7 separate regions of the Mus musculus genome follow, and all the other regions are linked to region 2. Evidence: chromatin contacts called from public HiChIP or PLAC-seq and promoter capture Hi-C data. All regions are on one chromosome and are shown on one strand. Each heading gives the region's core, a stretch centred on a gene start, on an enhancer-like site or on the middle of the called end of the contact. The rest is flanking DNA. Distances are from core to core; before and after follow the strand shown.

What was found. Promoter capture Hi-C pulls out the DNA fragments that hold promoters and counts their contacts. HiChIP or PLAC-seq counts read pairs in DNA pulled down with a chosen protein or histone mark.
Region 1: a contact with region 2 is called in a promoter capture Hi-C map of liver, with 5 times the contacts expected there. The contact joins the promoter of Dnhd1 here to the promoter of Ppfibp2 in region 2. A contact is called at or near these places in 3 of 39 promoter capture datasets (liver and pre-B cells), 1 of 115 datasets of contacts at active chromatin or transcription factors (bone marrow-derived macrophages) and 2 of 9 other capture datasets (adipose tissue and liver).
Region 3: a contact with region 2 is called in a promoter capture Hi-C map of liver, with 7 times the contacts expected there. The contact joins the promoter of Ilk here to the promoter of Ppfibp2 in region 2. A contact is called at or near these places in 6 of 39 promoter capture datasets (liver, neutrophils, pre-B cells and 2 more), 1 of 484 Hi-C or Micro-C datasets (B cells), 2 of 115 datasets of contacts at active chromatin or transcription factors (bone marrow-derived dendritic cells and stem cell-derived neural progenitor cells) and 1 of 9 other capture datasets (liver).
Region 4: a promoter capture Hi-C map of pre-B cells shows a contact between it and region 2, with 6 times the contacts expected there. The contact joins the promoter of Trim3 here to the promoter of Ppfibp2 in region 2. A contact is called at or near these places in 3 of 39 promoter capture datasets (cranial neural crest, liver and pre-B cells), 1 of 484 Hi-C or Micro-C datasets (hematopoietic stem and progenitor cells), 2 of 115 datasets of contacts at active chromatin or transcription factors (bone marrow-derived macrophages and embryonic stem cells) and 1 of 9 other capture datasets (adipose tissue).
Region 5: a promoter capture Hi-C map of pre-B cells shows a contact between it and region 2. The contact joins the promoter of Dchs1 here to the promoter of Ppfibp2 in region 2. A contact is called at or near these places in 5 of 39 promoter capture datasets (cranial neural crest, frontonasal cranial neural crest, liver and 2 more).
Region 6: a promoter capture Hi-C map of stem cell-derived epiblast-like cells shows a contact between it and region 2, with 5 times the contacts expected there. The contact joins the promoter of Tub here to the promoter of Ppfibp2 in region 2. A contact is called at or near these places in 4 of 39 promoter capture datasets (cranial neural crest, frontonasal cranial neural crest, pre-B cells and 1 more).
Region 7: a contact with region 2 is called in an H3K27ac HiChIP or PLAC-seq map of extraembryonic endoderm stem cells, with 9 times the contacts expected there. The contact joins the promoter of Rpl27a here to the promoter of Ppfibp2 in region 2. A contact is called at or near these places in 1 of 39 promoter capture datasets (liver) and 2 of 115 datasets of contacts at active chromatin or transcription factors (embryonic stem cells and extraembryonic endoderm stem cells).

The regions. Positions count from the first base shown.
Region 1 is chr7:105,648,963-105,653,240 of GRCm38.p6, forward strand. It overlaps Dnhd1 (dynein heavy chain domain 1), which reads left to right and starts at 1,814. Exons shown (of 44, transcript NM_001370803.1): 1 at 1,814-1,979; 2 at 2,110-2,309; 3 at 2,540-3,344. The coding sequence starts at 2,246. It also overlaps a transcript of Timm10b not described here.
Region 2 is chr7:107,592,484-107,596,798 of GRCm38.p6, forward strand. Ppfibp2 (PTPRF interacting protein, binding protein 2 (liprin beta 2)) reads left to right here and starts at 2,568. Exons shown (of 25, transcript NM_008905.2): 1 at 2,568-2,896.
Region 3 is chr7:105,734,953-105,738,894 of GRCm38.p6, forward strand. Ilk (integrin linked kinase) reads left to right here and starts at 1,638. Exons shown (of 13, transcript NM_001161724.1): 1 at 1,638-1,764; 2 at 2,149-2,285. The coding sequence starts at 2,197. Rrp8 (ribosomal RNA processing 8, methyltransferase, homolog (yeast)) reads right to left here and starts at 1,632. Exons shown (of 7, transcript NM_025897.2): 1 at 1,346-1,632; 2 at 1-104. The coding sequence starts at 1,444.
Region 4 is chr7:105,631,673-105,635,438 of GRCm38.p6, forward strand. It overlaps Trim3 (tripartite motif-containing 3), which reads right to left and starts at 1,899. Exons shown (of 12, transcript NM_001285870.1): 1 at 1,705-1,899. It overlaps Arfip2 (ADP-ribosylation factor interacting protein 2), which reads right to left. Exons shown (of 8, transcript NM_029802.4): 8 at 2,529-3,766.
Region 5 is chr7:105,785,488-105,789,672 of GRCm38.p6, forward strand. It overlaps Dchs1 (dachsous cadherin related 1), which reads right to left and starts at 2,063. Exons shown (of 21, transcript NM_001162943.1): 1 at 1,872-2,063.
Region 6 is chr7:109,008,614-109,012,828 of GRCm38.p6, forward strand. It overlaps Tub (tubby bipartite transcription factor), which reads left to right and starts at 2,267. Exons shown (of 12, transcript NM_021885.4): 1 at 2,267-2,525. The coding sequence starts at 2,488.
Region 7 is chr7:109,516,528-109,520,911 of GRCm38.p6, forward strand. It overlaps Rpl27a (ribosomal protein L27A), which reads left to right and starts at 2,668. Exons shown (of 5, transcript NM_011975.3): 1 at 2,668-2,695; 2 at 3,058-3,121; 3 at 3,391-3,466; 4 at 3,941-4,115. The coding sequence starts at 2,693. Snora3 (small nucleolar RNA, H/ACA box 3) reads left to right here and starts at 3,605; the gene lies at 3,605-3,724. It also overlaps a transcript of Trim66 not described here.

The DNA of each region.
Region 1 (4,278 bases), core at 564-3,063, 1.9 Mb before region 2:
CTGGCACTGGCGGACCAAGGGCCTCTCCTCCCATTGATGACCGACAAGGCCATCTGCTACATATGTGGCTGGAGCCATGGTCCCTCCATGTGCACTCTTTGGTTGGTGGTCAGTCCCTGGGAGCTCTGTGGGTAATGGTTGGTTCATATTGTTGTTCCTCCTATGGGGCTGCAAACCTCTTCAGCTTCTTGGGTCCTTTCTCTAGTTCCTCCATTGGGGACCCTGTGCTTAGTCCAGTGGTTGACTGAGAACATCCACCTCTGTATTTGTCAGGCACTGGTAGAGCCTCTCAGGAGACAGCTATATTAGGTTCCTGTCAGCAAGCACTTGTTGGCATCCACAATAATGTCTGGGTTTGATGACTATATGGGATGGATCCCCTGTTGGGTCATTCTCTGCTCCACAGTTTGTCTCTGTAACTCCAGGAGCTTACATTTTTTATCAGGGTAAATGGATAAGCAAATATGAGATAGCAATCAAAGTATGGGGTAAAATTAGTTTGGGGAAAAGAGGGTCTGGACCTGGGAGAGTGCTGACTTCTGGGAAATTAAAGGATTCACTATAAGGGGATGCATGCCTGAGCAGAAACTTGAAATAAAAATTTGAGAACAATGTGGAGAAAAGTGCTCACTCTTGTATACAATCCTTCCACCAGTGAGATGAACCATCAAGGTTATACCTTCTAATCTTTCCCAAACAGCCCCAGCAAGGGACCAAACATTCAGATATATGAACCTATGGGGTCATTCTCATTCAAACCACCACAACCTTTGCAAAAAAAAGATTAGATGTGAAAGTTTTATTTTTGCCTAGGTCAGGGCAAGTGAAGGAGTGACACAGGCAACTTCCAGGTTGTGCCCTTCATAAAGAGGTGTGATTTCTTCTCTTCTTCATCTCACTAGTTGTAATGGGCCTAGGCAGAGGAGGTGATGAACTAACTCTCTTGGATCCTGAAAGCAAAGACTATTTGCTTAGCCTTAGAGAAAGCAGAACACTCTAACCATGGTCCTGGGAATACTCAAGCTTGAATGTGACTCAAGTGAGAGCAAACACTAAACTTCTAGTTGGACACATACATATAATTCTTTCCTTCAGGAGGTTGAGGCAGGGGAGTCATGACTTCAAGGACAGCTTTCATTTCTAGACTGGAGACTAAACCCAGGGCTTTGAGCATATGAGGCAAGTGTTGGACCACTGAGCTATGCCTCTCACCTGTGAGATCTGTATCTCAGACTTAAAACTTGAAATATATGAAATCAAACACCCTACTCCCCCCTCCCCCAAGTCTACTCTTTTTACTGTCTGGCCTATCAAAATTTCCACTGATTAGAATAAAATCTATAACAGAGGTAGGTTGCTTTCTTCCTTTCTCTCTTTCTTTCTTTCTTTCTTTCTTTCTTTCTTTCTTTCTTTCTTTCTTTCTTTCTTTCTTTCTTTCATAACTAAACCACTCACTACTAGATGTGTAGCTTGTTGAGAGAGATACAAGATGTTTGTCTTACTCGGGTTTCTTGTTGGGACTTGAGGTGGGACAGTTGGATATGCTGTCAAGGGAGGGGAGGGAAAAATCAGTGAGCGAGTGAGTCCCTAGGATTACACTTGCTTCCTACGACCACGCCCCTAATGCTGTTAGTGCCCCCAAATCAATCTTGTCATTCAGTCTCCCGCTCAGCCAGATTCTTTTTGGGCCTTTGGGGTGTCAGGTTAAAAGCAGTATGCTAGTGTGGCCTGGGTCCCGGTCCCGCCCCCAGGCCCCTCCCACATGCCTGTTGAACTCTCCTTCTAGCTCCGATTTGAGGCTCGGGCCTCCAGGATTCTGTAACGGTTCTAACAGCTGGGAGCAGGTGGTGCAGCTGAGTCCTCTGCTCTGGCTCTGGGATCTGCTACCCTTGCCCTCAGTGGCTCAGCTCTTCCAGTGCCTAGGGAGGCCCCTCCCACTGGCGCACCGGGAGCTGTCTTCTGCCACGTCTTTCCGCTAGGTGTCCTAAACTGCTTCCCTACCCAGTAGCCGGCTTTGCACTCTGGACCTTCTCAGTCTGTGGTAAAGGCTTCAGGGGACGGGAGCTTTGCTGCCTTTGAGTGACAACCCTTTTGTGTTTCCTTTTCAAGGTGGTTGCCAGCCTCCACTCTGAAGTTTTCCTCATGTGAACACAGTTTTTCCAAAGATTTTGCAAGCGTGTATCGGTCTCTGTGTTAAGTGACTGGAACTGAGTCTAAGTTCATTCACGACAGGGAGCGCTCCGCAATGAAACCTCATTCACAGACCAGTCCCCCTTCCCTTCCCATGCCTTCTACATCCTGCAGGCCAGGTGAGACGAGGCCTTGGAGGGTGGGAAGGAGCTCCTGGGCAGGGAGGGCTCCCTCTTGGACTTGTGCTAGTCCTTGACAGTGAGTGGCTCAGTAAGGGCCCTCTACTGGTCTTCCTATGCTCTGCAACTCTATATCCACCTTGCTGTCCTAACCCTACTGGCACAGCCCAGAGCCAGAACTTCTACATGTCCCTCCCTCCCTCCCCCCCCCCCCCCGCTGGGTCCCACAGGTCAGACCCAGAAGCCAAAAGCCTGGAATTGGCATTTGGACCCCGAGCTGTGGGCAAGATCTGTTCGACAGCAATTGAATACCTGCCTCCACTTTATTCTGGAAGAGAAGAAAAACCCATGGTTTTATACCCTTCAGTCTGGGCTCGTTGGATGTAGCTGCAGCGGACAAGAACACTCTTGGGACTGTCAAATGAAACAGGAGGATCTCAAGGCAGTGGTTGAATCAGAGCAGCGGACACTGCTGAAGCTGCTGCTGTCTGAGCTTCAGTCTCTGTTCTCAGCTGTGATGCAGGATGGCAGTTGTGAAGCTTGGCGCTATCTGCATGCAGTACTGGGCCTGTTGCCTCCATACCGTGAGATGCTAGCTGGTCAACTCGAGTTGCTGCCCTTCCTGGAGCAGCTGTACTGCTGGGCACCCAAGGTCCAAGCCCGGCTAGAGCTGGACCTGCTAGATGCCATAGACAAGGCCTTTCCCCCAGACAGTTCTTTGTTACATAGTTCTTCCCATGTTGACTGTGGTCTATGGATGAAGAGGTTTCATCGAGGGCCTCCATGCTCAGCATGCCCTTTTGTGAAGGCCCAGTGGGACCGGCAACAAAAAAAGGAATTGGCCACGTGGCTCCGACCATTGACACTGCCTGAGCTACAGCACTGTCTGGGCATTGTTGGTGCTGAGGTGGCCCTAGAAGAGACCCCATGGCTGGACAGCCTTAGTCTTTTGCCCTTGGCACTGGCTACAGACATCCCTGTACAGTATGAAAGCAGTGATACTGAGCAGGCAGAAGGCGAACCTGCTGGGAGAAAGTGAGTGGCATGGTTTGGGGCTTTAAGTAGAAGAGATAAAATGAATTAGTTTAGGTGCCTGCAGGGCTACTGGCTTCTTGAGCCAGCTCCTCATGGCTCTTCAGGATTAGCCCACCTCTAAAGTGAGCTGGACTAGGCTGCACCTTTTTCACTTGCAAAAACAAAGCTAATGTCTCAATGCTAATCTATAGGGAAACACTGAAATCAATAGCAGCCATTAGGAAGCCAAAACTTGACCTTGTAGTTTCCAGTCTTCTCAGACGGTGCCAGAAGCTTCTTTGGGGTTCATATTCTTGGTCATTTATATTTGCCAAAACATACTTTGGGGCATATATTGTGCTGGTCCTAGGAACTCTATATGGGGTCTTTGGTTACTCTAGGGAGTGCTTGCCTGGGTGGTCTTCCTCCACAGGTCTATGTGAACTATTCCAGGTCTAAAGCAAAGCACTGCCTCTATGTCAACTTCATGATCTGACAGTAAGGGTGGCCCCTTGAGTAATGATCTATTCCTTCCAGTCCCCCAATCTGGCTTCCAAAATCCTAGGATTTCAGAATGCCTAGAAGATCCCTTCTAGGAGTTCTTTTAGTATAGGAACTTCTTCCTAGCTCTGGCCTGCTTTTCCCTTTTTATGTCACTTGTCTATGATATATTCACTCTCTAGGCAGAAAAAAGCTAACTTTGCATGTAATCAAACATGACTTACTTGCTCATTTTTTGCTCTTAAATTTACGGTGGGCTCAATTTGTGACTTTTTCGTGACCTCTCAGATCCCTAATGGTGGGCAAGTGGGCAGGCTCCTGGAACTATGAAGGAAGGTGTCAAATGTCAACAATTTGGCTTCAATCTTCTCAGCCAAGCTTCCCTCCTGCCCCTAGCATGGGCCCAAGTCTAACTAACTCTTGGAAGACCTTAACAGAAATGGCTCTGGGCTGA
Region 2 (4,315 bases), core at 1,318-3,817:
TTTTTCTGTTGCCTGCTTCTTTCTTGTAGCTTTCAGTGTAATAAAAGTGAGATTAAGCAAATAATCTCATCAGGTTCTATTTGCCTACATCCCATCACCACAGAAGTGTTCCAGTATTACTGTGTTGGGATTACTGTGAACAACGGTCCCTAACACACAAAGGCCCTTGGTAAAGATTCTAATTTGGATGGAAGCCAGATAGCAGCTTTGCCACAGCAGACATGCTAGGCGTTACAGAGGGCAGTGTGACTCTTGAGAGGGGGCTCTTTTTCAAAGTGTTTCCCACGTGTGTCCCACTTGGCTGAGTCTAGGTCATAAGTGAGGCTGCAGTGCCAGCCTGTGTCATGTGCTGAGGTCTCTGCCTCTCCAGGTTGGTCATATGAGAAGGCTTGCTTTTGTGTGCTTGCAGCTGTTCTCTGTCTTTGCCAAGTCCAGGCTGGGCCCACAGGCTGTGAAGAGAGATCCACCCCCATGCATCTGAGTAGATCTTTGGCAGAATGGAATGACCCACACAGTTCTGATGGAATGGCCCTGAGAGCCTAAATCTTTTGCAGAATGAGGCTGATATGAATGAATAACTGTGATATACCAGCACCATGAATCCAGGGTCGATATCTGCTCTATGGGCAGAGTCATGTCACCTACCTTACTGACAAAGAACATGACCTACTCACATTGAAGGGTGCAAGGGCATCATCCAAAGGAGTGAGCTCTGTCTATATGGTTCCTCTGAAGTTCAGTGAACAGTTTGTAGCGTGCTGTCTGGCTTCTATCCGGGAAATGTTGGGATTTGATAGTTTTGCAAGATAGATTTGTCTCAAACAGTACACCCTGGTACACAGAATCCCCACAGGCAGGATATCCCTGTTAGGTGAAATTTTCGTTGGAAAGGACCTGTTCATTGCTGCTTTTCCTAACAGCATGAGGGCCCTGGAACACCTGCTTCTGTATCGTTCACGTGTGCTTTTCAGTTCCACTCTGGTTGGATTTAAATGAAGATTGATGGTGTCTCCATGACCCACAGAAATGGTTATTTATTATATTGCTGCACATTGGAATCACCTGGGGAGCTTTTCAAATTCCGAATATGCAGGTTATCCTCTCCAACGCCAAGAGATCAGACCCTCTGGAGATGGGAGGAGAGCGTCTGTACTTTTTTTTTTGTTTTTTGGTTGTTTTTTTTTTTTTTTTTTTTTTTTTTTTTTTCGAGACAGGGTTTTTCTGTGTAGCACTGGCTGTCCTGGAACTCACACTGTAGACCAGGCTGGCCTTGAACTCAAAAATCCACCTGCCTCTGCCTCCCGAGTGCTGGGATCAAAGGCGTGCACCACCACGCCCGGCGTCTGTACTTTTAAAGCTCCTTCCCAAACTGCACAGAAGCTTGAGAAAGCCAAGTTCATAAAACATTTTACAAAATAATTGTATAGTTCTGAGAAAATGCTGCAGTTTCTGGGGGCCTGGGGGAAGAAACTGCCCCCGTGGCCCCAAGCTACCAGTGGGATTTGGAACTGCCCACACTTGAACTTATATGAACTGCGCAGGCTCTGTTTCCAAAAGCCTCTCACCCGCTATTTTAAGGAAGTGAAAGAACCGAAGGGTGTCCTGCTGTGACACAAGTCTGGGGCCCCAATCTTCCTCTACTGGCTTTGCCTTTGCTCTGCTGCTGGCCATGTCCCCGCAGTGCTCACACACCTGTTTGCCACAGTATTTATGATCTTCTGTTCATGTGTGCAAGCCTCTGGTCATACCAGTAATTTTAGACTAATTTTGAAAAAAAAAAAAAAAAAAAAAAGACGAGTCGTGTCTGTCAACACTCCAGGTGTAAGCAACTGGAGTCCAGCTTAGTAGAGACTCCTGCCAGAGTCCCTGTATCCCTGCCATCTGAGGCCCTGGAGATTCTAAGCAGATAAAATGAGCAACCGGCCCTTGGAGGCCCGGGTAGGGCAAGCAGCTGTGGTAAAACCCAGGGCCTTATGCACGCTCGAGGTAGGTGCTGGGATTCGGTCTCCAGGTTTTTTTTGTTTGTTTGTTTTGCATACTTGTACCTGACCTTGCAGGGCACAGGAAGTGTTCTGTCTTCAGCTATTCACAAGACAGAACACCAGAGCTTTAACCACTAGAGGGACCTTCAGGAAAGGCGGGGGGAGCGGCGGCGGAGGTTGAGTTAGACAGATCTAAGAGTGACATGGAACCCAAATTGGGGTTGGTCTGGGCTGATTGGGAATGATACAGGTCTTAGACTACCCTTAATCTCAATGGGGTTACACAAGGCCCGCTGTGTGTGTGTGTGTGTGTGTGTGTGTGTGTGTACGCTTGCGCTTCGGTGCTCCTTTCTGCAATTCTCCGCACGCTTTCCTCGTCCTGCTGACAGATTACAAAAACTCTGGAGACCTGAGCACAGTGGGACACAAGGAAAATGCCTAGGGTCCTTTCTGCGGCCGGAAGAGTGCAAGAGTCCTAGGTGCAAGCAGTGGGCTGGACCCAGAGAGGGGCGTGGTCTCCCGGGAGGGGCGGGGTTTGAGCCAGCACGGGAGCTCTGCCTGGGGGCGGGGCTGACCAGGCAAGTCCCTGTGGAACTGGAACTGTGGCTCTTGGGTCCTCGCGGGCCACTGCGGTGCGGGAGAAGGAGGAGGGGTGGCAGAGGGGCGGTTCCTAGGGGGAAGGTCCCAGCAGCCAGAGAGCCACACTCCGGGACCAGCCTCTCTGGGATCCCCGCCTCCGTCACGTGGGTGCCGAACCGGGTCGGTGCTGGCGGGTCTGCCACTTGGTTGGCAGTTGGTCCTTGGGCCAGTGGCCTGTCACTGGGTTCTCCGCTCTTATGTTGGAAAGTGTGAGGGACACAGGAGCGACCTGCATACCTGAGCCTCCGAGAGAGAAGCTGCACTCTGGCATCCAGGTCAGTGGGTCTCCCTGCCTCGGCTCACCGCTATCCCGGGAACTGAGTACCCCCAGATCCAAGAACTACATGGGTAGTTGGGCGTCTGTGGTCTTTTAGACCTTCGAACGTTTTCAAGACTTGGGGACCCACTTATTTGTCTGGGAGACTGAGAAAAGGGAGCAACTCCCCTGGATTTGCTTGAGTTTTCTACCCGACCTCGCTCTGGATGTGCCACCTGCCCCGCGCTTCTACAGGTGGCAGAGTGGTCCCCAGGATACCGGGGTGTTCCGATATCTCAGAGTTCCGGGCGATTTTGACCCAAGCCTTGAGTCCCGTGAGGGCAGCAGTGGCATCAACTGGAGATACCTAGGTGGGTTTGTTCCATAGACCTTTGGTCCAGAGCGCTTTGGCCAGGAGCAGTTCTGTGCACTAATTGCTAAATGCAACACACTTCCCAAAGGCTCAAGGCAGGATTAGGGTGTGGGGATGCTTCTGTTTTTAAAAGTGGGTCCTCTTCCCTCCTTCCATCCTGACGCCAGACCCATACTTTTCCCTCCGATCAAAATAAGGTTATTATATGTTTAAAAACTAGAACTTCCAAGGTTCCGGTAGGATTCAAATAGGCATTCAGCTCTTTCTTAGAGCACTGAGATATTTGATATAGATCAGTCTTCCTCTTCATATTTTGGTTTTATTTCTGCCTGTGTTCATTTCTCTTGGTCCTTAATTGATTATATTGTAGACTGTAGTGTTTATTAGATTACCGAGTATTTTGTTAAGGTAAATGCTCAACTACAGGAAGGAAGTCAATTACAGACCTAATTAATCTTCAGTCTTAGATTACTATTGGTATACTAAACATGTTATCTGATTAGAAATTATTTCTTTCTTCACCAGCCCGTTTGTATGCATATTTACGTGACTTTGAAGTGGAATATTGTTAAGTCTTTTGTTGTTATTTTCATTTGGGATTTTATTTAAGGCTGATGGTGATGGGAACTGGTGATCTCATTTAGACCCTTGTGAATGCTTAGCTAGGCAAGTGCTCTACCACTGAGCAACAACACTCAGCCCTCACATAATATATTAGTGGTATCACTCTGAGGTTTGATGATGTGCCGATTTTAGTTTATTGCTACTATTGTCTGTGTTTTGGTAACTAAGGCAGATATGCTAAGTGGATGGATAACATAAGAGATACATGTAAGAGATAAAGACAGATGAAGGTTGGAACAAACTTACAGAAATTCTAGGGGTTTGTTTGTTTTTTTTCACCAGAATAAGGAAAATCTGGGTAGGTTTTAAGAAGGATCAATCTATATGAGGGATGTCACAGGAAGATGTTAGCGGTGACCTGGGCCATGGAGAGGTCTATAAGGCAAACTCAGTCTATAAGAAATGGCTACTGGTCCTTCTTGGTTCCTGGCCTGATTGGTA
Region 3 (3,942 bases), core at 388-2,887, 1.9 Mb before region 2:
TCCTCCTCCTCAGAGTCACTGCCAGGTAGGCTGGGGGTTTGTTGGGAGAGAGATGCTGCTTCCAGAGCCCGTAATGTGGCCAAGAGATGGCGGCGCTTGCGTCCCTGGAGGCAAACAAGGGATGAGAGTGTGTGTGAGAATGGACGAGGCCTGGAGACTAAGAAAGGAGAGATGGGCTTCAGCTACTGGTCGTTCTTCCCATCCAAAGTTAACAAGTTTGCTGTGAAGTCAGCCAAGCCCAGAACATTCAGGCTGCAATCCCACCCTCTGGGAAACTGGAGGGCAGAAAGTGTTCCCATCCTACTTTTCTAAGCGTGTAAAGGATTGCCTGTTGATTTCCTTAGAGGAATGTGATAAGCACACAAACAACAGGACCAAGGCAAGACAGCAGCCATCTTTGCCTCCCACTGACAGCATTCTAGGAGCAGCAGAGGGTTTTTTGTTTGTTTGTTTTTTTTGTTTTGAAACAGGAAGGGCAGTGTCACACATGTCTATTAAAAATGTTCCTAACTGGCCAGCAGTGGTGGTACACACCTTTAATCCCAGCACTTGGGAGGCAGAGGCAAGCGGATTTCTGAGTTCGAGGCCAGACTGGTCTACAGAGTGAGTTCCAGGACAGCCAGGGCTACACAGAGAAACCCTGTCTCGAAAAAAAAAAAAAAAAAAAAAAAAGTTCCTAACTGCAGTAGAGAGAAGCTGCACACAGACAAGCAGAAATGGACTACAGAAATGAGCAGAACATCCTGGGCTAACTGAAGGTCAGGAACACCCCAAGGGGATACTGAAACCCTCATATCTGATGAGGTTCAAAGGAAAAGGCCTGCTTTCCGTGAAGCTGATTTGGGGTTCAAGTCCTGCTGCTTGTCCTCAGCTAGACCCTTACCTTGAGCCTCTTTTGAATAGTAATTCTGATAACCTCCCAGTCACTTGCCTTTACTCTAATATACTTTCTACACTGCCACTAAAAATCCTCTAAAAATCCTTTCAAGACTACGGATTCAGCTCAGTAATAAATGCTTATCTACCACGCTGAAGCCCTGGAATCGATCCTCAGTATATAAAGTGATGCCAGGTGAGAGAAAACTTGGAGAAGCCACTCCACTGCTAAAACAACTCTACTGATTTCTACCCTTAGTGTACAAAAAACTTAAACTTTTCAAGCTCTGCGCTCCACGCTCCACGCTCCGAATCCCGCATTCCTATTTGGACTATCCGGATCTTCAGATCATAACTAACTCCCTCACCACCCCGATCCACGATAGCATTCAGGCTCTCCCTCTAACCAATACGACCCCCGGAGGGTAGGCTTCACCTCCTTCAAACAGCCCAGTGCAGGGCCGCTCACCTTGACTGGCGGGGCAGTCGCCGGCCTAACCTGTGCTGTCGCGGCCCCTAGGCCCACGATGGCTGGGGCCGCCTCCACCCATTCGGGCTCTTCGAACATACCACCCGTAGCCCGCAGGGCCGGAGGAGCCTACGCTCTGGCCCACGTGCAGCGCGCGTCAGGGAATCCTAGGGCTGGAGTCGGACCAAACCGGGCCGGAAGCCACCGAGTGAAATTCTGTGGTAGCTAGAGCGGCCTTCGCGGAGCAGAGCACCATAGAGCGTAGCCGCTGGCGAGCTAGAGAGGCAGTAGGAGGTCGGAAGGGAGGGACCGCGGCCCGCGCTGGCCCGAGCTGGCCGGGGCGGGCCGGGGCGGGGCCGGGCGGCGGGCGCGGCCGGACGGGAGTTCCCCCGGAGAAGGCGCCTGCGGCCCGAGTCCCGGTGAGTGTGGGTAGCTCCGCGCCCTACCCCACGCTGTCTTGCAAACCCGTCTCTGCGATCTCTGCAGCAGTTCTGAGCCGGGGCCGCCGGGCAAGGACCCCTGTCCCCTCCCCCGGGTGTTTGCAGCTTGGGTCCCTTCCCCCACCCCCAAGCCTTGCTCGAGGGCCGGGGCTCAGAGCCGGCTGACACCAACTCGGGAAACTAGCAAAGTCTACCCTACACCCCCAGACCCTCCTGCTCCTCGAGCCAAGGGGTCGTCCGCTGCCCGAAGCCCTTCATAGACAACCACTGTCCCTCTCGCGACGCTCCCCATCCCAGCACTGACACCTCTGTCCTGAGGGAACTCACACAGAGAGTCATTCTCTTGTCTCTGTTCTCCCTCAGTCCCCCGAGGCTTCCCCAGTCCCGGGGTCTCTGTGCCGGGACGCTGCTATGGACGACATTTTCACTCAGTGCCGGGAGGGCAACGCGGTGGCGGTGCGCTTGTGGCTGGACAACACAGAGAACGACCTCAATCAGGGGTGAGCTGAAGCGTTGGCGAGTGAGACGGCTACAAGTCCTCTCTCCGCTACTCGGGGTGCTCATGTCTGGCGGGGGCGGCTGACTTTGCTATCCAGTGTAAGGAGTAGTAGTAGTAAGCAAAGCCTGTTGATGGAGGAACGTCTACACAGAGGAAGCTGTCGGAGTTGGGTTTGTTTTTTTTTTTTTTTTTTTTAAACTAAGTTTCACAATCCGGTTCCCGGGAACTTTGCAGCCTCTATGAACTCATGTCAGAGGCAGACCTGAGTGCCAGAAAATTGTCTGGAATTACATGTAGCTGGAGGATGAGTTTCTGCGCCCTAGAGCGTTGGGTAGAAGTGGGAAAGGATATTAGAGGTCTAAAGTTCTGAAGCTTATGTAGTGATGAGAGTACCCATTTGTCAGGCGTCACCCTGGACGCAATTGCCTTAAAGTGATGTTTTGGATACAAGAATTGAGACAGGGTTGGGGTGAGAGCCCTAAAATCATAAGGATGAAGTAATTGAGTTGGTATGGGATGTGAAGGGGTTGTCAAAGATGACCTGGGGTTTAAAAGGAGGTTTGGGTACTTGGATACTTGGCAGTTGCTGAGGTTCCATTATGGACTGGCCACAGTTTTGGTGACACTACAGTGACTTGGAAACGCTTGGCAGGTTGTTAGTCATGCAGATTTAAAGTTCAGGAGGTCGGATTGGGAGACCAAGATGCCACAAATAGCATTTAAATGGTATCTGAAGACTCTATAATGTGGAATGTAGTACCTTAGAAGAGTAGAAAATAAAGGCAGAGGTTGAGAAGCCTGGCTGACAGGGAACAACCATCAGAATAAGAAATAAGAAATGGATTAAGATTAGAGAATGGATGTTTTAATAAAAGAAGAGTGGTTAATTGTAGGCTACTGAGAAGTTAAAGAGCATGGATGAGCATTTAAAAAGTCTCATTTCACTTACATTTAGGATGAATTTGATCTTTTGAATGCTATTGCAGAACAGTAACAGGAAAGTGCATTACAGTGGGTTCCTTCACATAAGGAACCACTTGTGGTTGCTGCTAGAGTCTTTGAATCAGACATAATCTACACGCTAGAGATGGCAGGCTTCTCAGGGAGAAAAGTGAATGGGAGGTGAGGAAACAGATACTATGAACACTTTCTGAAATACTGGCTGATAACAGAAGCAACAAGTGCAGTGTTGAGAGTTTAGTTCGTAGTTTTTGGTTTGCTTTTGGAGACAGGGTGTCATGTAATTCAGAATGGCCTCCAGCTCTCCATCCTACTGCCTCAATCTCCTGAGTGCTGGGATTCCCATTTGTTGCCACTGTATCTGACTATAAGAGTGTATTTTTTTTTTTTTTTTTTTTTTAGGTTGGGAAGGATCATCTTTGGTCCTAGGCTAGGTTTCACTAGCTTTCATTAGGCTGTATGTTATTTCTCTGCTAGATTCAAGGTTATTTGTTTCATTTTTTCCCACATAACTTGTGTGCTCTGGTAAAAACTAAGCTGTCCTGTTTTGTTGGTAAGAAAATAGAAGTTTAGGCTGTTGTCCAGTAGGAGTGGCATCTTGGAAGACTCCTTGCTGTCAAAAGGTGAAGGATATCATTAGGGAAACCAGAAAGCTATGGTGGCTTGAGGGGACAGGGCGTGGGTGCTGGAGGTGGTTA
Region 4 (3,766 bases), core at 649-3,148, 2.0 Mb before region 2:
AAAGGTGAGCATGGGAAGGGTTAGTAGGAGCATAACTGGGAGAGGCTGGAGGGAGGGAAGGGGGGAGGCAAAGTGATGTAATTCCATTTTAATTCAAAACGTATTTCTTTAAGCCATGAAATTTAGGATCTAGTCCTGTCACTAACTCTACCACACAAGATAATATCTAAGCAACTTTTTACCCCATACCCATATTTGTAAAATGGGAGGAAGAGGATGGTCTTGTTTTCAAAAATCAAGGCTCCTTCAGACTGCAATGTGCCATGACTAGATCCTAATACAAACTACTTTGATGATTTGACTGCTAACTTCCATCACATGGTTAGGCATGTTAGAGAGTGCTCACAGGCGACCCCTCCTCTTGCTTTCCAAAATAAATGTTTTCTGAGATTGTCACCTTGGCATTCACTCTCAGGACTCTCCTCTATAGCAATCACATATCTTCTGAACAAAGGCGATACTATCCCACCTATGGTTCTTTTTTTTCTCAAGTTCCATGAGCAGAAATGCCACTGTCCCCTAAGCAGTTGAGCTGGTAACTACCATATAGAAAGTACTCAATAGATGCTGGTGACAGAAGAGTTATGTTTAAACTCTGCAGGTTCCTCTCAGCAAAGAGAAGCAAAATCAAAAGCAGAGACAAGACAAAGGAACAAAATTCCAAGGAGAGAGACCTCTATAACACAAGGTAGCTTCCCACAGTCTAAGCAGTTAAGAGGTAATATCACTGGAGGCATCCAAGCCGAGAGAGGCAGGGCACCTGTCAGGCCTGCCGCTCACATTCCCATTCTGCAGCAAACCAGACCCCTGCCTAGGAGATAGGCACTGATACGCTGCACAGTATGTCTGGAGACCTGGATAATCACTGCATCCACCCTGGAATCTCAGATCTTCCCTCTGGAGCAAGTCCTGGGTTTTAGCGGTCCGCATAGGACTCCCACACCAGGAACATGCACAGGGCCTGCCTTTTTTTTTTTTTTTTTTTTTTTTTTTGAAGTCAGAATGACCTCCCTGGGGTGCAGCCTGCCCTTCCAACCTGCAACCATCTGTCCCTGCAGATTTGTGGCCCAGGTTCTGAAACCAAGTGCAGGGGGAAGGAGGTGGAAACCAGGGAGGGGACAGGAGTCCTCCAGTCAGGGCCCAGGCTAAGGGAGAACTAGAGGGGTCCTTTCCTACAAGACACAGCCTCTGCAGGAAGCTTCCTGTCCAGCAAGCAGTGCCCGCAGTGGAGGAAGGATGTCCTCCATCCTGGCTGGTGGGCTTCTTGGTGCCTAAGGAGGACGGAGAAGGGAGCAGGGGTGGAGGAGTCTGCACTCAGGAGAAAGGAACCCTTTGGACGAGCGGGGCCACAAGATTCCAGAGTGCCAATCAGCAACCCCACCCACCCACCCCCAACACCATCGGCCGCAGCTTTCGGTACCCTCCGCCAACACAGAGACTCCCAAAACCCGCGCTCCTAAAATGAACCATCACCCATCCACCCGCGCCTCCCCCCACCACACAGCCCGCAAACACGGACCTCACGTGAGCAGCCACAGCCCAAAGAATCCCCCGCTGCTCTCACAGACACGGACACGCCTCACGTGGACAGAGACAGGAACAGCTTTTGAAAAGCATCCGCGCCCCCACCCAAAGACGCTCGGACCCACACACCGCCGCTAGCACCAGGACCCGCACCCCGATACACAGGTGGACCAGACGCACCCTTGGGGCCCGCGCGGCGCACTCACGGCGTGGGAGCAGGATGGGAGGGCAAGGCCCGGACTGCAGCCACTCGGAGCGGCCCGCAGCGCTGCCCCCGCTGCCAGCGCCCGTCCGCCCGGCCCTGCCCGCGGCGCCGCCCCACGTCCCGCGCCTCCGTCTGTCCCCGCGCCGGCGCCGCTGCCGCTGGACCCGTCGCACAGGCCGGAGGGAGGGGCCGGGGCGGGGCTGCGGACCGGTCGGGGGAGGGGGCGACTCCGGAGCCGAAGGCCCGCCCCAACCACGCCCCCACCTCTCAGACCACGCCCGCCAGCCCCTCCGCCCTTGCGGCTCTTGGCTCTCCCTCTGCGGTGCGGTTTGGAGCTGGCAAGCGGATCCCGGATCCTAGATCCTAGATCCGGGATCCTCGCCTGCTGCCTCTGGCTCACGAGGCCTAAGGGCGAGGGTGAGTAGCTGAGGTCTGATAGTGGCACTTGATGCCTTCAAGTAAAAGCAGCTAGAACCAGCTTTAGTACTCCGAGAGTCCGTTCCTGCTGCTTCTGGTCGCTCCTTCCTGGGCTTTCCCGGAGGCTCCTGTGAAATCTGCTAGTTTGGTTTCCACTGAGCAAGAGGGAGGGGGACCACCTGTACCTCAACCCAGAACTCTAGGAGAAGGGGTTTGCAGGCCAAGTGGGAGACTTCTTTTCGGTTTTAGGTTCCTCAGGTGCCGCCTGAGGAAATTTGGTTTAGACCATCCAGCGCGACTCCTTCCTTACACCAAAGACCCAGAGCAATTCTCAGAATCATTGCATTATGGAAAAACAGCCTAGGTACAATACAATAAAAACTGTACATTAACAGGGACTGAGTGTTTATTACGTGCCAGACAGAGCTAATCACTTTACATACATTATCTCATTTAATACGCATAACCGTAATCGGTAGCTGCTTTTATTAGCAGCTTTACAACGGAAGGAGCGGAGCGAGCTTATGTTCCCCAGGCATTAATCCTAATCAGCTAGAAAATGGTGGAGCCATGTTTGGGCTCTGCTTTCAGGTTCTGTCTCCAACCATTTGAAGATTCAATGCCCTTACAACAAAAATCCTCAGTGGCCCATAAAGTAGGGGGCTAATAAGAGAACCAGCACCTCTAATAATCAAGGCAGACAGCTGACTACATAAAGGCTAATTAAAGCCCCAGAAGCCTGGCTGGGGATTGCAGTTATCACTGACAAAGAGTCAAGTCAGAGTGGTGTGCACCCTGTGCTGTGGGAACCTGCTGACTGGGTTGGTCCCCTTTCTCCACCCTCTAGAGGGGACAGAATGCTGAAGAAGTCTGCAGTTGTCTTTGGACCTGTAGTTGACCGCACTCAAGCCCTGTCTAAAGTGCTGCTGGGAGTTTTCTTGTGATTTCTTATACAATTAAGGTTTGACTTCAACAAGAGCAGTGCAGGTTGCAGCAGGTGCGGTGAGAATGCCTTTATCTCTGCGGTAGCTACTCACTGGATGTGAAGGAGCTCAGGCAGGGTTCATGCTTAGAGTGACAAGCAAGGGTCACTAGGCTACCCAATAGTCCAGGAAGTATGTTCTCTACACTTCGCTTCTCCCGTGCTGCCAGACCTCTAAGAGGTTTCTTAGTTCCATTTCTCCAAAGATCAAGTCTGCCTCTTGTCTCTCACCCACTTAATTTTTCATTCTGGACTGAATTCTTATTCAGACTTTATGAGCATTGGCCTTTCTTCCTCAGCTGTTCGCTACTTACTTTTCAGATCTCAGCTTTTAAACTGGCATCGCCATCCCTACCTCAGTCTAAGCTAGATGCCCCTTATCTGGTGCTCCCACTGCATCTTGTATCCTAGCATTTCTCATTGTATTGTAGTTGCCTGGTTACTTGTCTCTATCCCCCACTAGGCCTTAAGCACTGTGAGCAGGGACTGCGTTTTATTCACTGATGTTTCCCCAGGGCCTAACGCAGTGCCTGGCAAATAAAAGCACTCAGTAAACATCGGCTGTATGATTGAATGCATGATGGTTAGCCGGCCCAACCCCCTCTGGACCCTATGCTCTTCAGACACATAGATTGCCT
Region 5 (4,185 bases), core at 813-3,312, 1.8 Mb before region 2:
GGGTGGGAGGGTCAAGTAGGAGCAAATTAGGAAATCTAGGGCAAGAGGTCAAGGGGAAAAGGTCATTATCAGGTTAAAGCAGTGGTTCTCAATCTGTGGGTCATGACCCCTGTGAGGGAAGGCCATTGAAAAACACAGGTATTTATATTAGGATTAATAACAGTAGCAAAATACACAGTTATAAAATAGCATTGAAAATGATTTTATGGCCGGTGGTCACCACAGAATGGTATTAAACGATCACAGCATTAGGAAGGTTGAGAACCACTGGGTTAAAGAGTAAAACAGGAGAAAAGGCATCTGGAAGCTATAAAGAGATGGAAGCTATGTTCAGAGTGGAATACAGGTTGGGATGGAAGAGTTCAAACAGAGTAGTCATGGGACAAAAGAGCATACCAGGAGCGAAAGAAACTGAGGAAATTGTGCAGCTGGTGTTTAGGGAGACTCCATGGAGACTTCCATGGTAGCATGTAGGACCAGGGGGGAAAAGCTCACATCCAGCTCTCAGTGTCCAGGAGACAGAAGTTCTGGAGTTCTGGGGATGAAGAGTAACAGTGTGAGTCTTAGAAGCTAAAGGGCTTCTTTAGCAGTAGCAATACCATATAGCTTTCCTTGTAGTATGGATATATGGTCCATGACTGTCTCCTAGAAGTTGTACAAGAGGTTCGGAGGTAAGGACAGTTACAACACAACCTTCTATTAGTTCTGAGTCACCTGTGACTTATGTGAGCAGGCTGAGGAGATACATAAAAATCCCTGTCATGCCCTGCCTGATAGTATTTCCAATTGGCATGTGTTGTTCTGAGAGGTGCTGGCAACACCATTGTCTCCTGTGGTATGAGTTGGCTGTGGCAATGACTCTTCATGTAACATGGCTGGAACATTACTGTTGTATGGACACCACACTGAGAACTTCTTCCACAGGTACATGCTAGCTTGGCAGGCATCTATAGTGGGTGTAAGTTGGTTCTGACAGTTCCTCTTTAGGGGTGTCCAGGCTGTGAGTGTATCTCTTGAGAATGTATGTTGCCTGGGACTCGGTCCCTGTGGGTTGAAGAGGATTATGACTATGTCCCCTATGGGTATTTGAAGAGTTGACATAAGTGACAATATTTTTCTGGCCTATGACCTGTGGCTGTGGGCCCAGCCCATGCACACTGAGTTCATTGTGCCTTTGAGTTCTCTCTCCCCACCCCCTCCACGTGGGACCTAGGCTTGCAGTGACCTCTCTCTGTCCCCTGACCAGGACTCTGATCTAAGCATCCTGGACAGAAACTTGCAGGCTCTGGTACCAGGATGCACTTAGAATACTAGTTTGGGTGACACACTGCCACCTCAGGCTTCCTCCTCTCCCCTCTGCTTCTCTTTACTTCTGCTCCCTCCGTTTCTTTGTCTGTGTCTCTGTGTCTCTGTCACACACCCATCAATACGTTCTGACACATGGCTCCAATAGAGCCAGGTAAAAGGCACCCAGGCACACATCCTCACAAGGACCTGCTTGTCCTGGCACACCCTCATTCTGACCCACACCCCCTCCAAGTGACACGCACATGCACACACAACCGCGCGAGGACACTCACTGACTCACACTCACTGCACACACACTGTCCTGCCCTCACCCACCAACCCCCCGCCCCCCAACCGCACACTCAAGCACCACCACACACTCCCACTCGATGACACCCGCACACAAAGACCCCCCGGCCCTGCCCCCATGCTCACGTTCACGCTCGCCCTCTCCCGCAGGCCCCGGCCCCCCCCTCCCCCATTGTCTCGGCTCAGAACAAAGCCCCCGGCTCCGCCACCGCCGCCGCCGCAGTCGGGGAGGCCGACCGACCCCGCGGGTGCGGCCGGACGGGCCGGTCACTGACCTCGATGCGGTGCGGGCTCCCTCGCCCAGTGTTGGGGCGCAGTCCGGCCGCGGTCAGCCCCCGGGGCAGCGCCCGCCAGTGCGGGGCCTGGGGCCGCGCATCGTCCGCTTTGACTGGCTCGGGCTCACAGTGCCCTCGGCGCGGGCCGCCGTCTGTCTGCGCTCGCTCGACCGTCGGTCGGTCCGTCCGTCTGTCCGCCACCGCCGCAGGGGCGCCGCCTCCTGCACAGCCACCCCGCGGAGGATGCAAGATGCGCCGCCGCGGCCCGAGCCCCCTCCCCTCCCTCCCTCCGCGCGGTAACCCGAGCCCCCGCCCTCCGCCGAGCCCCCGCCCCCGCCCCCACCCGCGCTGCCGCGGTCCCCGCGCCTCCCGCCCGCCCTCCACCCCTCCACTTCCCGGCCCCAGGCCCCAGGCCCGGGCGCCGGATCCCGCCCCAGCGCCGCGCCGTCCCTTCTCCAGGCTACTACCGCGCCAGATCCTTTCGTCCCGTCCCGTCCCCTTCCTCCTCTCCGTTTTTCTTTCTCCATTCTGTACTGGTCTTCGTTCTTCCATCCCTACTCCGCCATGGTCCGCTTCTGCCCCACTGCCCTGTTCTGTCTCACCCCTTCACACCTCTTCTTTACCCACTTCTCCCGGTCTCTCTTCTCGTTGTTCTTTCTGTATCCAGCTTCCCTCCATCAAATGCCCGCTATCTTGCTCTGTCTGTTCGTCCGTCTTCTCTGCACCTTTTCTCCCCACCCCTTTTCCTGGCTCTTTCTTTTGTCCATAACCGCTCTTACTTCACACCTTTCCCTTCCCTTCATCACCCCGTCCTCTCCTCTTTCCTTCCGTCCATCTTAACATCCCCGGTCTTTTCTGCTACTCACTTACTACCCTGTGATCCTATTCCCTTTCCCCCTGTCAGCCCTGGCTTCTCATTCTCTTATTTCCTCGTCCATCCCAAATGTGAATTTAGAGATCGAGAGGTATTAAACCATAGAGTTTAGGGGCTGGTGGTAGTCTGAGAGTGTATTTCCCTAGATAAGTAAAATGAAAAACTGGGTAAGAAGATGACAAAGGTCTTGAGGGACCAATTTGGGAGGAAGGCTTTGTATGTGTGTGTAAAGTCAGTTAAGTGGATGACAGTAAGCAACCTGGAAGCTTTTATACCTTGTCCTTAGGACTGTGATCGATGTGAGGGAAGAAAGGCATTCTAGCAGGTACAAGTGGCACAGAGAAACTGGGAACTTCTAGGAAGAGAGGACAAAGGACCTTAGGGAAAAAGGAGGGAGTATGATCATGGAAGATGGAAAGAGAGGCTGAGATGCTCCATGGTTATCTGGGCTTCAGGCTTGCACTGCCCGGTGGGTGGTGGTGAGCAGGGGTGGGGAAGGGAATGGGCTTGGAAAGATGATGACTTGGGATTTGGGGCTTCTGCCTTTGAAGTGCATGTTGGGTAGGTAGGTCTACATTTGAAGGAGCGGTCTGGGCTGGGCATAAATATTTGGGAGTCATCTGCAAATACCGTATAAGTTTGAATATAGGGTGAGGTTTTTTTGCTTTTTTGTTTTTCCAAAATCATCTCTCAGGAAAGAGGGAGTAACCTTATATTTGAGTCCTTACAACATCTCTCATATTACAGGGTTTGCTCTCATTTACTTTATTTTGAACAACAAACCACTGGATAGGGCAGTATGGTATGGTGACTAAGCTTGTGGACTCTGGAGCCAGACTGCCTGGCTCGGGGTCCAGACTCTGCCGTTTGGAAGTTGTGTGCCTTTGGGAACGTTGGTTAACCTTCTTTTACCTCAGTATTCTCATCTATGAACTGGGTGTAATGATTAAACTATTTTTAATATGTTAAAGTACTGCATACCTGGTACCTAGAAAGTACCCAGCAAGAACTCTTGCTATCAGGACAAGACCTATTGACCTGAAATATCCTCAACAATCCTATTTTGGATCCTTGTAGAGGTCATTTGTCACAGAATCCCTAGCTAAAGAAATTTAATACAGTATGATAACTATTCCTGGTGGTATGACCTCACAACTGCATGTGTTGGATGACTCTAAATATACTTTTTAATGATTGCTTTAAAAAGCCATAATGTCGTACTTGGGAGTGGCATCTAGGATGCTCAAAATGTTCTGTTTCTTGGCTCAAGTGATGTTCCATGAACATTTCACTTTATGACAATACATCGAGCTTACCACTTGAATTTTGCCCTTTCTGCATAATGTTATACTTGAGTAGAAAGTTAACAGTTTAAAGCATGATTTTATAATGCAGTATGTCAAGTCATTCTATGAATCTACTCTTGTAGGATGCATGCCA
Region 6 (4,215 bases), core at 1,017-3,516, 1.4 Mb after region 2:
ACTGAGTCTCCAATAGCTTTTCATATCTCATGTGTACATACTTAGTCATGAAACAGCAACACATTTCCCCTTTCTCTTGAATATCACACACACACACACACACACACACACAAAATATGCACTGGCCTACAAATCCTTGGCTTCCCCATAGCATACAGGTTCTTGGTCCTCCCACATCTCATGTACATACATGTTCTTGGGTACACACACACTCATCCATGCACTGGCAGGCTTCCCGGCTCTTCTGAATCCCACATGCTCACATAGCCCATGCAGAAAAAGAAGCCATGGAAAGCATCTCATTTCTGCACCTCACTCTACCTCCAGATCTTGCTCCCTTAGGACAGAGCCAGGAGTGTCTGTTTAATAGATTCAATTACTTCAGGCTCCAGAGACCTTCCAACTTAATTCTGATTGCATTAAGGTGTCAGAGAATTTGGAAAGAAAGGGGAAAAGACAGCCGCAAAGTATTGATGGGGAAGTCTTCCAGACGCTTGTCATCCTACAGAGGTAGATAGCAAATAATTATAACTTTGTCAGAGGTGGAATGGACAACAGGGAGTTTAGGGGTCAGTGCCTCTCATACACCCTTTTTTCAGGTCTTCGGCCTAAAGGACAGCAGCCTCTGGGGGAGTAGCTTTGCTGCTGTCCTCTGGCTTCCAGGGAAGGAGGGACAAACTAGCCCTCTGCTGCTCTGAAGACCAGGCAGCAGCTTTACACTGCACCCTACTCTTGGGAGATTTTCTTGGGAGGTCCAGTATGACAGTAATAGCCCTTAGGAGGTTAATAAATAACCCAAGTGAACAGGGTTTGGGGAGCTAAGATCTCACTCTAGACAGATAAGGATTTAAGAGTAAACACATGCACAGCACATGGACTACTGGGAAGCAGAGGATGGAGACTGTGGACTGGGAGTTAGTATGTGAATGCTGGCTTCACCGAGGACTACCTGTGCAGCCTTGAGCATTGTGCTTGTCTTCTCTGTGCTTCATTTCCTCTGCTGAAAAAAAAATCTATCTATCTATCTATCTATCTATCTATCTATCTATCTATCTATTTATCTATATATATATATATACAGTTCCTAGGCCAGTCGTTAATGAAGTTATTTAAATCTCACCTAACAAAGCCCCAACCCCTGATAGCTCACCAAGCAGTCCATATATCATCATTATTGTATTTGTAGTTTATGGGTCAGACAAGGCTGAGAAGCTGGAATAAGCCCCAGGGGCAGGTTCTGGCTTGGCTCCAGGGCAGTAAGATGAGACCCACCCTAAACATGGGGGTCATTACCACACTCCTCCCAGTGCTGCCAGAATATCTCTCCATGGAGGCTCTACTGCATATCCGGTGCTGCTGAGCCTAAGGTACACTTGAGGAGTGTATAGGGTCTGTGTTCATCAGTAGTCCCTTCCCTGATCCCCATTATGAGGTTCAGGCTGGCCTTCCAGCCTCCTACGTTGCTGGATACCTGGCCTCTCCCTTCTTCCATCTAGCCCTATTATGGATCTTCCATCTTTCCCTCCCCTGCCTGTTATTAAATGTAGGTCCTCTGTACAGCCATCTCAGCAGCATTCAAGGTTAGGAGGATCTTTCTTGAGATTTTGCTGCCCTCCAAAAGGGCTTTGAGAGATGAGAGACCCTGGTTCAACTTCAGCTCCAACACTTCCTTGTTCCTTGCCCTTCGGTCAAGCCATTTCTCAGACTTCATTCCCTGGGAAATAGGGATAAAATATTTGCTTGTCAAAGCTGTTGTGCCCGCTAATGCTCCAACTTTCTAAGGACCTGGAGTGCAACCGTAAACAGAACTCTTCCCTTGGTTGTGGAAACGTGGATGGGAAGCGTAAGGTCCAAAAGAATGACCCAGGCAGAGGAAACACCGTTTACTTAACTAAAGATCAGAAGGTTATGGAGGCAGGCACATGAAATGGGAAGTTGAGAAGGAAACAGGGACTCAGTCAGTACTCAGACCAGAGGCTCCCTGAGTTGAGTCCAGGGTAAATCTGAGATAGTCAAGGACTGAGGGATAGCTGAGGTCCTAGAGGGAGAAACTGAGGCTAGGTGACAGCATCCTTCCGGCAGAGAGTGGGCATCCCGCGCGGTCTGCATCCACCGGCCAGGGTGGGGTCTCCGTCGAGGCGGGGCCAGGGGCGGGGCGGCGGCTGCCACGCAGGGCTCAGCCTGGGGCGCGAGACCCGGCGCCTGCGGTGCGGACTGCCTCTCCCGCCTCAGGCGCGCTCCAGCCCGCGCGCTCCCGGTGCCCCGCGCACTCCCGCCGCCTCTCCCGAGCGCTGCACCGCGCACAGACAACCGTTCTGGGAGCCCGCGGCCGGGGCCCTGGCGTGCAGAGAGGGCCTCGGCGGGGCCCAGCGGTCGGGCCGGGGAGGATGCGGCCCGGGGCGGCCCGAGAGTTGAGCAGGGTCCCCGCGCCAGCCCCGAGCGGTCCCGGCCACCGGAGCCGCAGCCGCCGCCCCGCCCCCGGGAGACATGACTTCCAAGCCGCATTCCGACTGGATTCCTTACAGGTACGCGGGCCCGGCTTCCCCGGCTCCAGGGCATGTTCGGACCCCCATTCCAACGCTGAGGGCGGGGAGGAGGACGGGAGCGCGCAGCCAGGGCACCCACCATCCTCCGAGTCGGGATGCAGCGTCGGTCGGGGCCATCTGGCCTGGAGGCAGGGTACTGCTCCCTCAGTCTCCTTTCCAACACCGGGAGCGCGGGTTGGAGGTGCCGGGCTTTTCCATCCCAACTTTGAGGGCCTCAAAGCCACCTGCCCTTTTCCACCCTTCTCAACACCCAAAGCTTCTTAAAAGATCTCTAGCCTTGTTGAGTCGGGTGGCACATGGAGAAAGGAACTGCTGTGAGCCAGCCGCCCCCTAGGCCCAGCACCCAGGACATGCGTCTGGATAGCTTGTGCGCACACATCCCTGCATCTTCACGCTTGCACACAAACAGAGCATCTGCGCGCTGGGCCAAATATGTCCCTGCTGTTCAGTTCATATCCCCAAAGCATGGATTTGCTGAGATGGTTAGAACCCAGGCCACATGGCAGCTTACATGTACCCATATATCTCAGTAGACCTTAATTTGGGGGCTGCACAGGTGCATACATTCAAATCTGTGCGTATAGGAATACACCGTATTACCTACTCATAAGTACTATTCAGTACCTTTCAGAGATGCTTGTTAGTGGAACTAGCTCACAATTCAGAGAATTGCTCTCACACACGCTCACGTGCACTCAAGAGCATTGACCAACCTCCTGTTCCTGGATACTTGGTTGGGCAGACCTAAGAGAGACTCGGGTTTTCTTGTGTGGGTGGTGGGGGAGGGGTGGTCTCCAGCCTCACACAGGTGCAGGCCTTTCTCCATCCACTACTCAATTCTATTACCAGGGAAAAGAGCTCATTGCCATAGCAGCGCCACATCCGTGGCCACTCATTGGCTCTCTAGTTGCCATGGGCTACCGGGCTGTCTCTAAAGCCTCCTGAAGAGGCATGTGTGTAAAAAGGGAGCTGGACTGCTAAGACCCACTTTTTATTGCTGACCCAGGTGCACATTTGTTGGTTTGCAGAATCAGACACTCAGGACCCACATAGCCCATGAAGGAAAGTGATCCTGACAGAGTCCTTCCAAAGAGTCGGTCCAGACAGAACCCCAATTAGAAACCAGCTCGAACTGCCTGAAGCTTGTTAAAAGCGGGTCTTTCTACCAACAGGCACCTGTCATAGGCCTGGGAATTCAGCGATTTTTTCTCGAGAATAATTATTGCCTCTGAGCTCAGCCTCTGTGGGGGCTTTTTGAGTTATTTTCTGTCTTACCACCAACACACACAGAGACACATGTAGACAGAGAGTCATACACAGGCTCCTGCAGACATGTGAGCCCACACCTCAGTCTCACATGGATAAGGGAGAAACCTCCAATTGGGAACTGGGGCCTGAGTTGTACTAACTCAGAAGACTATGTGCCCTTGACATATATCCAGGATGAGGGTGCAGATAGTGCTGAGGCCATTCTGGTATTTTCTTGACTCATGTGCAGCCTTACAGAGTATCTCTGACCATTTGTCTGCCAGCAGAGGTGGAAGGCAGTGCCTATGGACTGAACAGACAATAGTGCTGTGGAAGTATCTTCAAGGAGATCAGTTGTTGGGTAGTGGCCAGCCACAGGCTACACTGTGACTGTGGCAATAATGCTGTGCTTAGGTTTTGC
Region 7 (4,384 bases), core at 1,418-3,917, 1.9 Mb after region 2:
TAAGGAAAATCAGGAACCCTGAGAAAAAAAGGAAAGAGGCCAGCAGGGCACTCTTTCAGAAGATAGTGTGTTGCCAGGACCAGAGGAGAGATCTGAGATTTACCTGCCTCCCCAGGCAGCCACTGCCTGGCACCATCTCTCTTTGCCTCATTCCACAAGTGTTGTCTGAGCTCTGAACCTCCAAAGTAAGTAGCTCAAATGCCTGCGATGTCACAAGGCTGTGATATACTTCATGGAATTGTCACAAAGAACAGTTCTCATGTATCACGTTCAAGGTCGTGGTCAGTGGGGAGGGAGAGGTGACCTAATGTCTTAACATATGGCTACTATTATTCAACTTTTCAGATAAAGAACTGAGCCTTCTCTGTTTTGTCAGGGCTGATAGACCTGAAGAAGCTAACTTTGCTGAACGAGCACAGGAACCATGAATCAATGGGCTGGTTGCCTAATGAGGAAGAAATGGAGCTGTCTAGAAAACCACAGCTGGACAAATTCCCCAAACACTCCCTCTACTCTAGAGATCAAACTGTCACTAAGACTACTGGGTAAGGTTCAGCCAGGTGTCCCGAGGAGAGGATGTAGCTCATCTATAACCAAAGCACTTGGCAAACTATTCAGAAACAGGATTCTAGTTCTGCTCTTTGCCCTGACTTGATACTTGCTCCAGGTCCCATTAAAATTCACTTAATGTTACCCTCTATTCCCAAGGCTCTTCCTAGCTAGCTTTCCTCCATTGATAGATCACGTCCCTAATGGTAATTTCTAAGTAATTTGGCTCATTCCTTGAACATATGGGACAGCAGCAGATCTCTTCTTAAATTTTGATCCCAACTCTCAAACCTCTCTTTCTGCTAGACTTAGGCAGTATATGATTAATGCCTGTGAGATGAAGGAGAGATGAAGATCAGAGTATTGTGAGGTCAAAAGGGAGTGGTCACTGAGACTAAAAACGGGGAATCTGGAGAGGGAAGGGGAAGGCTAGGTCCAGGCTCTGTACCCTACCAACTTTATAACCTAGGACAAGTCACCCAGTTCTGTGTCTTTTGTCTCATGAAAAAATGAAGCTAGATTTTGTAAAGTTCAAGGCGCTCTGAGGATGTTGGGGGTCTTACCATTGTGGCCTGGAGTGCTATTGGAAGTAGTAGAATACTAAGGTAGTTCCTCTATTCTTTAGAGTTCAGAAAGAGTTGGTCATGAGGGTACATGCTTAAAATCTCAGAACATGGGAAGCTAAGACTGGAGGATCAAAAGGTTAAGGTTAGGGAAATCAAGAGTGGTACTGGGATACTAGCAGTGAAGGCATGGGTAGTTCTAATATTTGTCCTTATAACAGAAAATGGTAGTCCTCAGCCCTCAAAGAAAGCTCTCTTTGCAACAGGCAGAAAGAAACTGATATAGAAAGCTATAACCAATCAAAATGCAGAGGTGTGAAGTCCAGTCCCACTGGATAAATCTGTAAAACAACCCCTCCACCTAAGGCGAGGGAAAGACTGTAAGAGCCAGAGATCAGAGGCTTTACTGTGAAATTGTGTGTCCTAGGAGTGTAAGAAGCCACACCCATAGTATCACCAACAGGACTGCCTGAATAGGAGCTGAACAAGGACAGCCATAGATATGCTATTACAGCCCACACGAGAAAGTTCGAGACCATCATGCCTAGCCAATCGATTAGGAGTGTAACTCCAGCAGTCAGGAGGTACAAGGCCAGCCTTGGCTTCAGAGTAAGACCCTGTCTCAAAACAAATACAAGATCTTGAGGAAATGGTGTGGCTAAAGTCAAACTGCCCAGATTGTAATGGACTAAACACCGAGCAAGAAGCTAGCAGACAGACAGGATTTGCCCACTCTGCTTTCTGAGAGTTTTGACTAGAATATTCTTTAGTTTAACGGATCAAGTAAGAAACAATAAAACAGATTAAGGGGTTAGAATCTTGTGCACAAGTGTACCACTTTTGTTAGCAAGCAGGCTACACGCCAGGAACTCATGGATTTAAAAGGAAAACAAGCAAAATTGCCCAGTCCTGAACCCTTAGAGAATCTGGGCTCTATCGGGAAGAAAAATGTAACTTGGCAATTAGAAGTTACAAGTGTGATAGTTCGAGTAAACAAGTAACAAAACAGGTCCAAGAAGGTCGACACGGAAAATACTTGTATGAGGAGCACGCTGGGCTGGGAACCTCGGGTCCAGGGGAGTAAAAGCATACCAGCCAGAGTCTGGAGAAAATTCAAATGTGATGTTTATACAAAATAGTTACAGAATCTAGATCCCTGAAGCACAGAAGGCTGTTCAAATTTGGCAGGACATGAAGAGAGGACCAGAGCAAAAGAGAAGGGCAGTGTCCCTTTAAGGGACGTCAGAGGCCCTGCGGAAGTCTTGCCGATGCTCTGAGCCACCGCCATTGCTGCCCGGAGACAAAAACCAACCGCACCAGAAAAGAACAGTGCACTCCGACGATGACCGGCCGCAGCGGCGCTCGACTAGGGAGGAGCTACCGGGGCTTCCGGGGGCGGGCGCCACCGGTTCACCCCGCCCATCCACACGGAAAGGAAGAGGCGGGCGCCGGGAGCCGTGACGTCAGGAGCCCTTCCCGAAGCCGGCCTCCTGGCCGGAAATGAAGCATTGGTCCCGCCCCCGCGCCTGCTACCTCGCGAGACTTCGTGAGCTCCTCCCTTTTCCCTTTCTGCCACCGCCATGGTAGGTCTTCTCTTGGCCTCCGCTCCATCGCGGAGGGTCGGGGCTCTGCTTCCCAGCCTTTCAGCTGCTTGCTATGGTCCTAGTGGGTCTCCATGGCTGGGCGTAGCCTGCGGGGCGGGATGACCCACTCGGGTGTGGGGCGAGGAACGTGGGGCCGCGTGTTCCGACCAGAGCTGGGATCGCGTGGACGTGCGGGCCCGGGCGGCTGAGCACGCTCTGAGTCCCGGCCTCGGCTTAGCCGGTGCTCCAGAAGGCAAGTCCTCGTGTGCAGGCCTGATCCGGGCAGGCAGGCATTGCTGCCCTCTCCCCGGTCTCCCCATCCTCTAAGCAGGCCTAACCACTTTGCTGTTTTTCCCACGCAGCCATCCAGACTGAGGAAGACCCGGAAACTCCGGGGCCACGTGAGCCACGGCCACGGCCGCATCGGTAAGTGTGCGCCTCCTCGGCGTTTGGCCTTTGGAGTTTTGTTGGAAAGTAGACATCCGTGGGTGGAAGGAAACACTTGCAGTTCCCCTACTTTATGTTGGTAGCGGGGTGAGAGTTAAACACATGCCGCTGGGATGTGAAATGCCGTAAATGTTCCTTCTATCCCCGAGTCTTGATAAATCGGGCTTAGAAACGGATGGTAAACTGAGAGCAGGAATAAGGGCATGTGAGCAGCTATAAGTCACACAAGTTGCTTTGTGTGCCGACAGGTAAGCACCGCAAGCACCCAGGCGGCCGCGGGAATGCTGGAGGCATGCACCACCACAGGATCAACTTTGACAAATAGTGAGTGTTTTGGAAGTGGGGGCTGAAGGGGTGAGTTAGGACGGTGTCTCCCTGGAAACGGGCTTCTTACCATTTGGTATGGCTAGCTTTAGCAAGTAAACGCTGCACTTGAACTGAGGGGACCTGTCCGAGGCTAGAGTCACGCTCAGGTATTGCTTGTTGCCTTAGTGTGCTTAAGTCCTCGAAGAATAACTGCTGACCTTATTCACTGGCTGTGTGGACTTTCTGGCACAGTCAGTCACCAGGTTAGTGACATATGTCAAGTTAACCCATTCAAAGTTACGTTGCACCCTATTTAGGGAATCCTTTAAGGAGTGGGGGTGCTACTGAGTGACCTGACTTTTAGTTCAAAAATTGTATCTGGTGCCTGCTGTGTCAATGTTTACAGTAGTGAACACTTACACTCACTAGGAGACAACTACAAAGATAAGTTTTCTCAGTGAGGCTCTGAAGATGGTTGCCTTCCCTCCCCAGTCACCCAGGTTACTTTGGGAAAGTTGGTATGCGGCATTACCACTTGAAGAGGAACCAGAGCTTCTGCCCAACAGTCAACCTGGATAAACTGTGGACATTGGTCAGCGAGCAGACACGGGTCAATGCGGCAAAAAACAAGACTGGAGTTGCTCCCATCATTGATGTTGTTCGATCAGTGAGTGAACTGACTTGCCATTCGTTTTAAAAGATTTTATGTATATGAGAACACTCTTCAGAGAAAAACAACAGAAAAGGGCATCGGATCCCATTATGTATGGATGGTTGTGAGCTACCATGTGGTTGCTGGGAATTGAACACAGGCTCTCTGGAAGTCCAGTCAGTACTTAGAGCTGAGCCATCTCTCCAGCAGCCTGCCTTGTCACTCTTAATGGGACCTTTAATACACGGTCTTATTTGAAAGCCAAACCTATATATACATTTGGC